Regions from separate parts of the Mus musculus genome. Here region 2 is linked to region 1. The links are chromatin contacts, called in public Hi-C maps. All regions are on one chromosome and are shown on one strand. The core of a region is the stretch at or near the end of the contact, and the rest is flanking DNA. Distances in the headings are between cores, read along the strand shown. Region 1 has its middle 59 kb from the start of Apob. Region 2 holds the start of Gdf7 (growth differentiation factor 7).

What was found. A called contact is a pair of places that touch in the nucleus more often than the background predicts.
Region 2: a Hi-C map of embryonic fibroblasts shows a contact between it and region 1, with 5 times the contacts expected there. The contact joins the promoter of Gdf7 here to the enhancer-like site in region 1. A contact is called at or near these places in 1 of 15 datasets of contacts at CTCF or cohesin (the NIH/3T3 cell line), 1 of 484 Hi-C or Micro-C datasets (embryonic fibroblasts) and 1 of 9 other capture datasets (embryonic stem cells).

What each region holds. Positions count from the first base shown.
Region 1 is chr12:7,916,003-7,920,668 of GRCm38.p6, reverse strand. No RefSeq gene overlaps it. Among named protein-coding and RNA genes, the nearest start is that of Apob, 59 kb to the left of the region's middle. RefSeq lists an enhancer at 257-948. Within about 2 kb of position 1,453, at least 33 of the 459 cell types and tissues checked have an H3K27ac peak or open chromatin away from gene starts, as enhancers often do. A contact at or near this core is called in the NIH/3T3 cell line and embryonic fibroblasts, where this site is marked.
Region 2 is chr12:8,300,507-8,305,446 of GRCm38.p6, reverse strand. It overlaps Gdf7 (growth differentiation factor 7), which reads left to right and starts at 3,493. Exons shown (of 2, transcript NM_001312876.1): 1 at 3,493-3,880. The coding sequence starts at 3,514. It also overlaps a transcript of Ldah not described here.

The DNA.
Region 1 (4,666 bases), core at 204-2,703:
TTCATCTTCTCCCGTCTTTCCCTAAACCCACTCCCCATGCATTCCTCTTTTTTTTTTTTTTTCCCAGAAAAGGTCAGGTTTGTTGATTTCTGTGGGTTTTCTCAAACATACTTGGCCAAAAAAATTTCTTCCTAATGTTATTCTACTATTCTGTAGACAGAAGTCTGGTATAATGATCGTTAGAGAGGCTCTATCCAGTAGCTGATTGAAGCAGATGCAGAGACCCATAGTCAAGCATTAGTGAATACAATGAATCCTGCAGAAAGGGAGGAAGGATTGTAGGAGTCAAACTTGTCAAGGTCACCATCATTTTAAATGATGGGCTTTGGAAAGATTTTGGATTCTAATTGGGTCATTTAAAACCTAAGTTTTGGAGTCTGAACACTCCAGTAATCTCTACTTGAGGGGCCAAAACTGAAGACAGACATACCTATGGGACAGAGGCAAACAGCTTGGGTACTGGTTTCTGCTGCTTCCATTAATTTGCTCTGTGTGACTAAGCAAAATGCTCTTTGTCCTGTGTTCAGAGTCAGAGACATCACTGCCACGCTGCACACAGATTTATAACTCTGGCCAAAGGTTTCAGCAAATACAGATTTCTTCAGTCTGAAGTCCACCAGTGTCTGTGCTCTCTGAAACTAAACCAGAACATTTTTTTAATCTAAATTTCTCTCACCTCAGAACCTTGGGTGACGGGACTAAGAGCTGCCCAAGAACTTATAGCATTGGTGATAATGTCTGCTATTGCCCTGGAGTTACCCTTGGCTTTTATTTATCAGTCTCTTTTCAAACTGAGATAGTGTCAACAGGGACACAGACAGACCAGAACAAAGGAACAGTGCCCTTTACAGTGCTTCCTGAGTGTAAATGGAAAGATTATAACTCAAGGAATTGTTGAAAATGAGCCTTTTGTCTAGAGCATTTATTATGCTACAATTGGCAAAGCTTTTTTTTTTTTTAAAGAGAAAGAATGAGTTAAAGCAAACACAAAATCAGAACAGACCCCGGGGAGTCTGTGGATTTCATATAATGATCCAGGTACATGCTTGATATATTAATCATAATCTTCCATGACTGTATTGCCGTGTCTCTCCAGCCCAACTCCTCCCATAAAGATAGGGAACAGGGAAGGGACATGACCTATTCAGGCCCCTGTGGGTATCCCTGAAACATTTGTTTCTTTAGCATCTAACACAAACATGACTGGAGTAATAGTTTGCTCTCATCCTTGTGCCTGTTTGAAGGGATATGATGACTGTATGAAGTCCATATGACAATAGCATTTGAAAAGTATCTTACTGGAAGTCAGTACAATGATGGCATCTCCACTTTCTTGATGAATTCTATGTAAGGCATCTGGTTTGGAGACTAGTCTCCGCATTAGTGCGACTTAGTAATAGAAGGCATTTTTTTTTTAACCACAAGGTCTTGAATCAAAGTCCAGGAATGGGGTTAATCTTTGTGTTGCTTTGTCTGGGAAGGAGCCAATTGACCCAGGGAGCACCTGAAAATGAAACACCATCCACCCAGATGGGAAAATATTTCTGCCCATTCCTATAAACTTTGATAAGACACTGTTGATAAGCAGAAGTCACATGAATGGCAGCAAGTTTCACTTCCTTGGAAGGAAGTTCACTGTCTAGTGAGAGCCTGAAATCAGAGACTTGAATGTAGAAGTTGAAGGATTATGGAAGGACACATGCAGAGTGCTCTCAGTCCTTCTAATGTCGCCAGCCAGGGAGAACCAGGACTGCCATTAGATAGAACAAAGTCAGTGTATTGTCAACACAACTTGCCTTTAGACATCGAAGAAATCCAGAGAGAGCACAGTCAACACAGCTTGTCTGACGGTGATGGAAGCTTTCCAAATAAATTGAACTCATTTTAGACATGTTCCAAGCAACTTAGCTCTCTACCTAGCCTCTCAGCATTCATCTGTATCCTAGATAAATGGAAGGAGGGCTGGAAAAGAGGCTCCTTAGACATAGCTTAGTGCTTCAGTTTTGTCGTTTTTAATTATAGTCATGGAAGTGTAGTATGACTAGTCAGTGAATGTCTAATATAATCTACAGTGATCTAACCAGAAAAACACATTTCCATCTGTTTCTGACACATCACTGGGAACCTTCCAATGCCTTTCTTCTAGTGCTTTAGAAAATCCTTAAGTTACTGTCAACTACAGGGTGTTGCTGTTTCAAACCTATGTAACACAGAGCAGTTTCCTGATCTGACATTTTCCACTGTTTTCTTTTACAAGTCAGTTCTTTCTTGTCTCCAAAATAAGTTTCTGCTTGTCTCAGGCAATTCAACACCATTTCTTTCTAGCCACTTAAATTCTTTAATTTCATGAGATACATATGTGTGTATGTATACACATTATACACACACACACACACATTTTATGTCTGCTTGACATAAAACACATTATGTAGACTAGGGTGGTTTTGGACTCAAAATCCAGCCTCCCATCTTCATGATAGGATTAAAGGCCTGTGTCACTACACCTAGCCCATAAGGACTTTTGATACTTTCTTTGGTTTACATGATATGATATTTTACTTCATTTGTCCCTGACTTCTCCTTTCCATTTACTTGATGATGTCTTGAACATCCATGAGCAAAAACCGTGAACCTTTGTGTTTCTTTTGATATGAGCCCTCCCTTTACACTCAAAAGCCCTGAAGGATATTCATTTCTTAAAAAGCTGACCTGGTCTGTTAGTGCTTTTACAAGTGGAGAATGGGTTCAGATACTGCAGGGAGAGCTCATGATCCTAAAATCACAGACATCTAACCCTGCCCAGGTTGGTTATACTCCTTGATTCATTACCCAGGCCAATCTGACCAGCTTGCCTTATGACAGAGTGAGGGTAGATGTTGGAAATGACTTTTCTTATTAATCTTTTCCTTAAGGAAGTGATCATGTGACCATTATTCTGGAGGAGGAGGGTTTAAGAGGTGGTAAGAATCAGGTATTGCAAGAATAGGTCCTGTCGGTGTGGATTGGGGTCACTCCAAAGACATCTTTCACATGTATGAACTTCCCTGCAATCTGTTCGAGTGAGAGGAGTTTGCTGAATTAGGACTGACCTCCAGAGTTTTCAGCCATGTTTGAACACTGGTCCAGACCATATCAGTTATTCGGTAAAAGAGGAGGTAATGGATAACAGAAAGGTTATTTTGGAATGATGTTTTCAAAATCCATTCCCAGGGCTGGGGAGTTAGATCACTACATAAAGTGTTTGCCACATAGTATGAGATCAGAGGGAGTTCAGATCCCAAGTTTTCAGATGCAAGCCCAGCTTGTCAATATGTGTCTATAATCCCAGCACTGGGATTTTATTGACTAACTCTAGCCAATCAGAGAGCTAAGTGATAGACCTTGTTTGTTTGTTTGTTTGTTTAGTGAGGAAAGTGATGCATTTTATTTTATTATTAGATATTTTCTTCATTTACATTTCAAATGTTATCCCCTTACCTGGTTTCCCCTCCTAAAACTTCCAACCCCCCCCACCCCCCCCCCTGCTCACCAACCCACCCACTCCCACTTCCTGGCCCTGGCATTCCCCTACACTGGGGCATAGAACCTTCAAGGGCCTTTCCTCCCATTGATGACCGACCAGGCCATCCTCTGCTACATATGCAGCTGGAGCCATGAGTCCCACCATGTGTTTTCTTTGGTTGGTGGTTTAGTCTCTGGGAGCTCTGGGGGTACTGGTTGGTTCATATTGTTGGTCCTCCTATGGGGCTGTAAACCCCTTCTTCAGCTCCTTGGGTACTTTCTCTTGCTCCTTCATTGGGGACCTTGTGCTCAGTCCAATGAATGGCTGTGAGCATCCACTTCTGTATTTGTGAGGCACTGACAGAACTCAGGGAACAGCTATATCAGGCTTCTGTCAGCAAACACTTGTTGGCATCCACAATAGTGTCTGGGTTTGGTGATTGTTTATGGGATGGATCCCCAGATGGGGTAGTCTCTGGATGGTCATTCCTTCAGTCTCTGCTCCACACTTTGTCTATGTAACCTTGTTTGTTTTTTTTAATGAAGTGGATAGTAGTTGAAGATGACACTTGACCTAACCTCTGGCACACGCACGTGCACACACACACACACACACACACACACACACACACACACACACACGTGCACTTGCACTCTCACACAGCTCAGAAGCTACTTCAAGTTCAAAACTATATACAGTGCACCAATTAGTATGATTAAACATATTTTTTATTGGGTCTACTAATGGGATAGAATTTACAAACAAGTATCTTAGTGCCATAGATGGGGGGCTCTGTGGGCCCTCCTCAATCAGAGTCTTGGACAGATGGGCATAGAGTCGGCGAGTGACAAACAGAAGCAGCAGGAGAGAGTGGGTAGAATCTGAGTGTATTTTCATAAAGTGAACACCAGTCTTATATAATACAGAAAACAAAGGGGTAGGATGTCACAGCAGGCAAAGTACATTACCTGACACAAAACAAAGGAATGACTTCAAAAGGACTTACAGGAACCAGGTAATATTTACAGTAAAGATAAAACAGCCCTGCCTAGGGTCAGCTAATGACAGGTAAGGATTTCACACCCTAGTCACAATTTGTGCTACTCCTTTGAGCCTTGTGAAAGCTAGCACCAGGGGGTTCTGGTCTAGCAGACCTTCTCATGA
Region 2 (4,940 bases), core at 2,244-4,743, 380 kb before region 1:
CTCAGCCTGTGGCAGAGCCAAGGACAGGCACTCAGCCTGTGGCAGAGCCAAGGACAGGCACTCAGCCTGTGGCAGAGCACACCTCTAGAGTCTTCTGTCTGGGATCTCAGCTGCCAAAGGCTCCCAGCACCAAATGTGGGCCTCTTATGCATGCCTGGGCTAGGTTTGGAATTGTGGATCCAAGAGGGGCCATCAGGGGCCAACAGGGGGATTTGAGCTAAGCACAGTGAAGGGTGAATGGCTGAGGGAATTCCCTGACATTCTCTTTCTCTGTCCTCTGAATTTTCACCCCAGATTGGTGTTCATGCTTTGGAAACCCTGGGCAAGGGAGACAGAGACCTGCAAGACAGACAGGTGAACCCTGCCGCATCTCCTCCAGGCTGTTCCCAAGCACAGTGACCTAGTTCCCAGTTTGTGGCCGAGGCTGAAAGAAGAGTCCACTGGGGAGTTCTCTCTTAACCCTCCCTGGGACCTTAGAGTCACTTTCTTTGCTGAGAAGATTCCAGAGAGCCAGAGAGGGCCATGGAGGGATTAGCAGACCAAAGCCCCTTCTAGTCTTGCCTCCTTAGTGTAGTGGAAGCCAAAATCTGAGCCAAGACAGTTAATCTAGGCTGGGCTACTTATTACATGACCCCAGGCAAAGTTCGCATCTTCGTGACTCAATTTTCTTTAAAAAAAATTCTGTATGTATCAAAAGATGGCCTAGTCGGCCATCACTGCAAAGAGAGGCCCATTGGACTTGCAAACTTTATATGCCCCAGTACAGGGGAATGCCAGGGCCAAAAAGGGGGAGTGGGTGGATAGGGGATTGGGGGGGTGGGTATGGGGGACCTTTGGGATAGCATTGAAAATGTAAACGAGGAAAATACCTAATTAAAAAAAAGAAAAAAAATTCTATCACAGGATAGAACAGCTGGCATGGGCACGTAAGGCAATGGGCTGGTGACAAGTGGCTAGTGTCACTTAAGCAGGAGGAAGAGGGAAGGGGCCAGGCAGGCCTCCAACACCCCCATGCCTTCCTTTTTTTTAGGGCTCTGCTTCAATGTGGTCTCTGCTGACAGAAAAAAACCTCTCCCATCAAGGTACTCAGAACGTCCTTGATGGTCTGCCAGGCATTTGTGTATTACTGGCTGTTGTTTCTTCTGCACACCCTGGCTCTCCACAAGTTTGCCTTGAGTATTGATGGATTCGCAACACCCGGAAGAGTGCCTAGCAATAAGAAGTTGCTACAAGAAGAGATGAGTGGAGATGGATGGGTGGATGGATGGGTCTGGACCGAGAAGTACAAATGACGAGAGTACAGCATGTCTTACACGCAGCCACAGCCGGCAGGTTGGGCTGAGCCCCCCTCCCCCTTCTATTTTCCTCTAACAGCAGCTTCCAGTGAGCTCATAAAACCTACTTCTCTTCTGAACTCTGTTAATGCTCAGAACATCTTGTGGGATGGGAACAAGTGACTGAACCACCTCTGCTCCAAGCTGCATCTAAGCCACACATCATGGACCAGGAAGTTTAGTCTCAAACAGAAGCTATGTGGCTTCCTTGACTCCACTTCAGGAAGGATCACTAACCTGTCCTAATGTCCAGCTCCAAGGTGGCCTAAGGGAAGGGGTGTCATGTAATCAAGAAACATTATCATCCACTGGGCCAACATAGTGCCAGATCCCTTCTGCTCTTCCCTTTATACAGTCGGAGAAACGGAAACCAAGACAAGTGGAGGGGACTCGGAAGGGCCAGGACTGTTAGTGGCCAAAGCCAGGGCTGGAACCAGGGTGGTGACAGGCCAGGGCTCTCTGTTTTCTAAACAAAGAATTGATTTGTGAAAAACTCAAAGTCTGGACATGAGTGGCGTCTGTGGAAAGAAGGCCACCAGAACCCAGTGTCCCTCTGAGCAAAGAGACCCCTGGCTGGCCACTGTAGGCAGGGGTGGATGGGTGGGCAGGGAGTTACGCCAGGAAGTCTCCACCCTACTAGAGCCACTTCCTCCAGGCACCCAAAGAAAGAAAGAAACCCATAATTATGGCTTTTGCATCCGCTCCCCAACCTGGCCACCAAAGGTAGGTTGTCATCCCAGATGCCCACCATCTGGCAACAGCAGGAAGGCCCTGAGTAGGGAGGCCAGCAGCACAGACCGTGGTCCAGGTGCACGCGTGCCTGCTATCCAGAGGGCGAGGTGGGAGTATAAGACTCCAACGCGGGAGCCTGGGCTATGTAGTTTATTAGGAAGAGGCTTTTAGATAGCACCTTGACCTGACTCACGGACCGGGCGTGGATTCTGAGTTTGGTATCCAGAACAATGCTAAAGTAATGGATTTGGGGTCCAGGCTTTTAAATCCCTTGGACAGTTGGTCTATTTTCTGGACATTCTTGCTCTGGGGTTTGTCTGAACTAAATCGACACACATGCTGGCGCCTTCCCCCCTCAGAGCAGGAGTGGGGAGGAAGTTAGCCAAACAAAAGTCCCAGCGTCTGTATGCTCAAGAGTCGCCCAGGCATAGACCAGAGGTGGCCCTTTCCACCCATGCTCATAGAGTGCTATAACCATGCTGGCATCCGAGCGCTATTCCATGGCTTTGCAACGCAGCCTCTGGGCTTGTGGTTGCACTCTTGCCTTTTGCTCTGAAGACCTTGAAGAAATGTGGTCACCTGCCCCACTCTCCCCTTTCCCCGGGCAAATTACTTTGCACATTCAAACCCTGAGACCTAATTTGAGTAGGATTCCGCTGGTCCCCGCCTTCCTAATTCATTAAACCCTTTAAGATTTCAGCTCCTGCTTTGGCTCAAGATGCCCACCCAAAGCTTTTCCGGTCCGTGCCCATCTGTACCCTCCAGCCACTCATCCTTCATCACAGATCCTCTCCCTTTCTCTGGCCTCCCACTGTTATCTTCAGAGGGCTGTGGACGGGAGAGGGTGGCATCCAAATGTGTATCGTAAGCATCCCTAGGAACTCCCTAATGAGCATCCATCAAGGGGGCGTACGGCGAGAAAGCTGGATGGGAGGGGCCCAGTCTTGACTTGGCCCGGGTCTGGCATCCCTAGCACTCACAAGATCACGCGGAGGGCGGTGTTTCTCCATGGAGGAGTCGGGAGGAAGCTGGGCGGGTACGCGAGACGCCCCATCTTCCAGCCAAGGAGTGCGCTGAGGTCTTGGGGCGGAGGGGGGTGGGGGCTCGTAGTACCTTCGGGAGGGGAGGCGGGGCACCGCGTTGTGGCAGGAGCCTCGGGCGGATGGCCTTCTCTTGGCAAGGACAAGGACCAGGCACTACAGCAAGGGGAGGCGACTTCTACCCTGCACTGCGCGATAGGCCTGAGTTGGGGGGCTCAGCGCTGCGGGTTGAACGTTCAGCAGGGGGCGCTGCTCCGAGCGCTGGGCGGGGGTGGGGTGGGAGAGGAGGGGGGCAGCGGCTTGCTGCGCACACTTCCCCCATTATTAAACACTATGTTCAAAAGGCGTCGGGGGACTTCCCGGAGCCACGGAGCCCGTGTCGCGCGGCCGGCCGGCCCAAGGAGCCCATGGACCTGAGCGCTGCCGCCGCGCTGTGTCTCTGGCTGCTGAGCGCTTGCCGTCCCCGCGACGGGCTAGAAGCTGCCGCGGTGCTCCGAGCGGCGGGGGCTGGACCAGCCTGGAGCCCCGGGGGCGGCGGCGGCGGGCGGACCCTCGCCCGGGCTCCAGGCCCTTCAGCTCTCCAGGCCGCTGCGGTTCCGGGTCCCCGAGCTGTGCGCCGCGCTGCGGGTTCTGGCTTCAGGAACGGCTCGGTGGTGCCACACCACTTCATGATGTCGCTTTACAGGAGCCTGGCGGGGAGGGCTCCGGTCGCGGCAGCTTCAGGGCACGGGCGTGTGGACACAATCACCGGCTTCACAGACCAAGCAACTCAAGGTACTTTACGCGTCTTCTGCGCACCAGCCCATCCCGTCTACTCTTGACTGGAGACGAGCCGGGGGAGGCAAGCCTCTGCCCGATTCGATCCTGAACTATGATCCCTATAGTTATCCTCAGGTGCTGGAGAGAAAAAGTTGTCTTCGAAGTCATTGTTCACGAACCCCTAAGCCAGTCAAGGCTTGGTCTCCGAGGGCTAAGGGAGTGGGAGCCGCTCTTCAGAACAGGCTGGCAGGTTCCCCTCAAGCCAAGCGGAGCTCAAGATCCGCTTCTTTGGGGGAAGGGTCTAGTGTAGCCTTGGGCCTGGAGCCCTGGGAGAAGAAAGAAGGGCAGGAGTTGTGGCCTTTGAGTTCCCGCCAAGAGGGACGAGAGCAGTGATGGTAGTGCCTTGTGTTCAGCGGGGGACTGGGGACTATACACAAATTGAAGCTCAGGGGAATTCAGGGTAGAGCAGCTGGTATCCAATTAAAGTCATGGCCTCTCGGTATCAGAAGGACCCCTCTCAGGCAGGCCGTTTCGGGTGGATGGTGGCTTGTGTATGGGAAGAGAGTTTGGGTGCCTGCCTTCCTTCTGTGACAGTAGGCCCCAGCAGCCAGAGTCCAGGGCCTCGGCTTGTGTGGGGAGAAAAGGGATGGTTGGAGCTCAAACATCACATTTTACCCTGTGTAGGGCCCTCCAAAGGTAGGATGTGGGTGGGGTTGTGGGGTGGTTGTAGTATGTGTGTGTCATCTGGCTTTTATTAATCTCCATTGAAGTCATTAAAGCAGACAGATAGGGAAAATTTAACTAATTTCAGGCGGAAATGCAAGTAATTTTGGCTTCAATTCTGCCCAGCCAAAGATCTAGCTTGGAAATCAGGAGGGAAAGGAAGGCAAGTAGGGCTGAAAAGTGAGGCTAGGCAGCCTTTGGCAGTCTGCAGGCCTTTGATACCAGCGTGGGAAAACAGGCTGTGGCTACCACGCATCAGCCATCTCAGAAACACACTCAGTGCGCAGCATGTACGCACAGACAGCTTTGTTTCCATACATAGAACTCTCTGGCCCTGACGGTCCTATGGGGG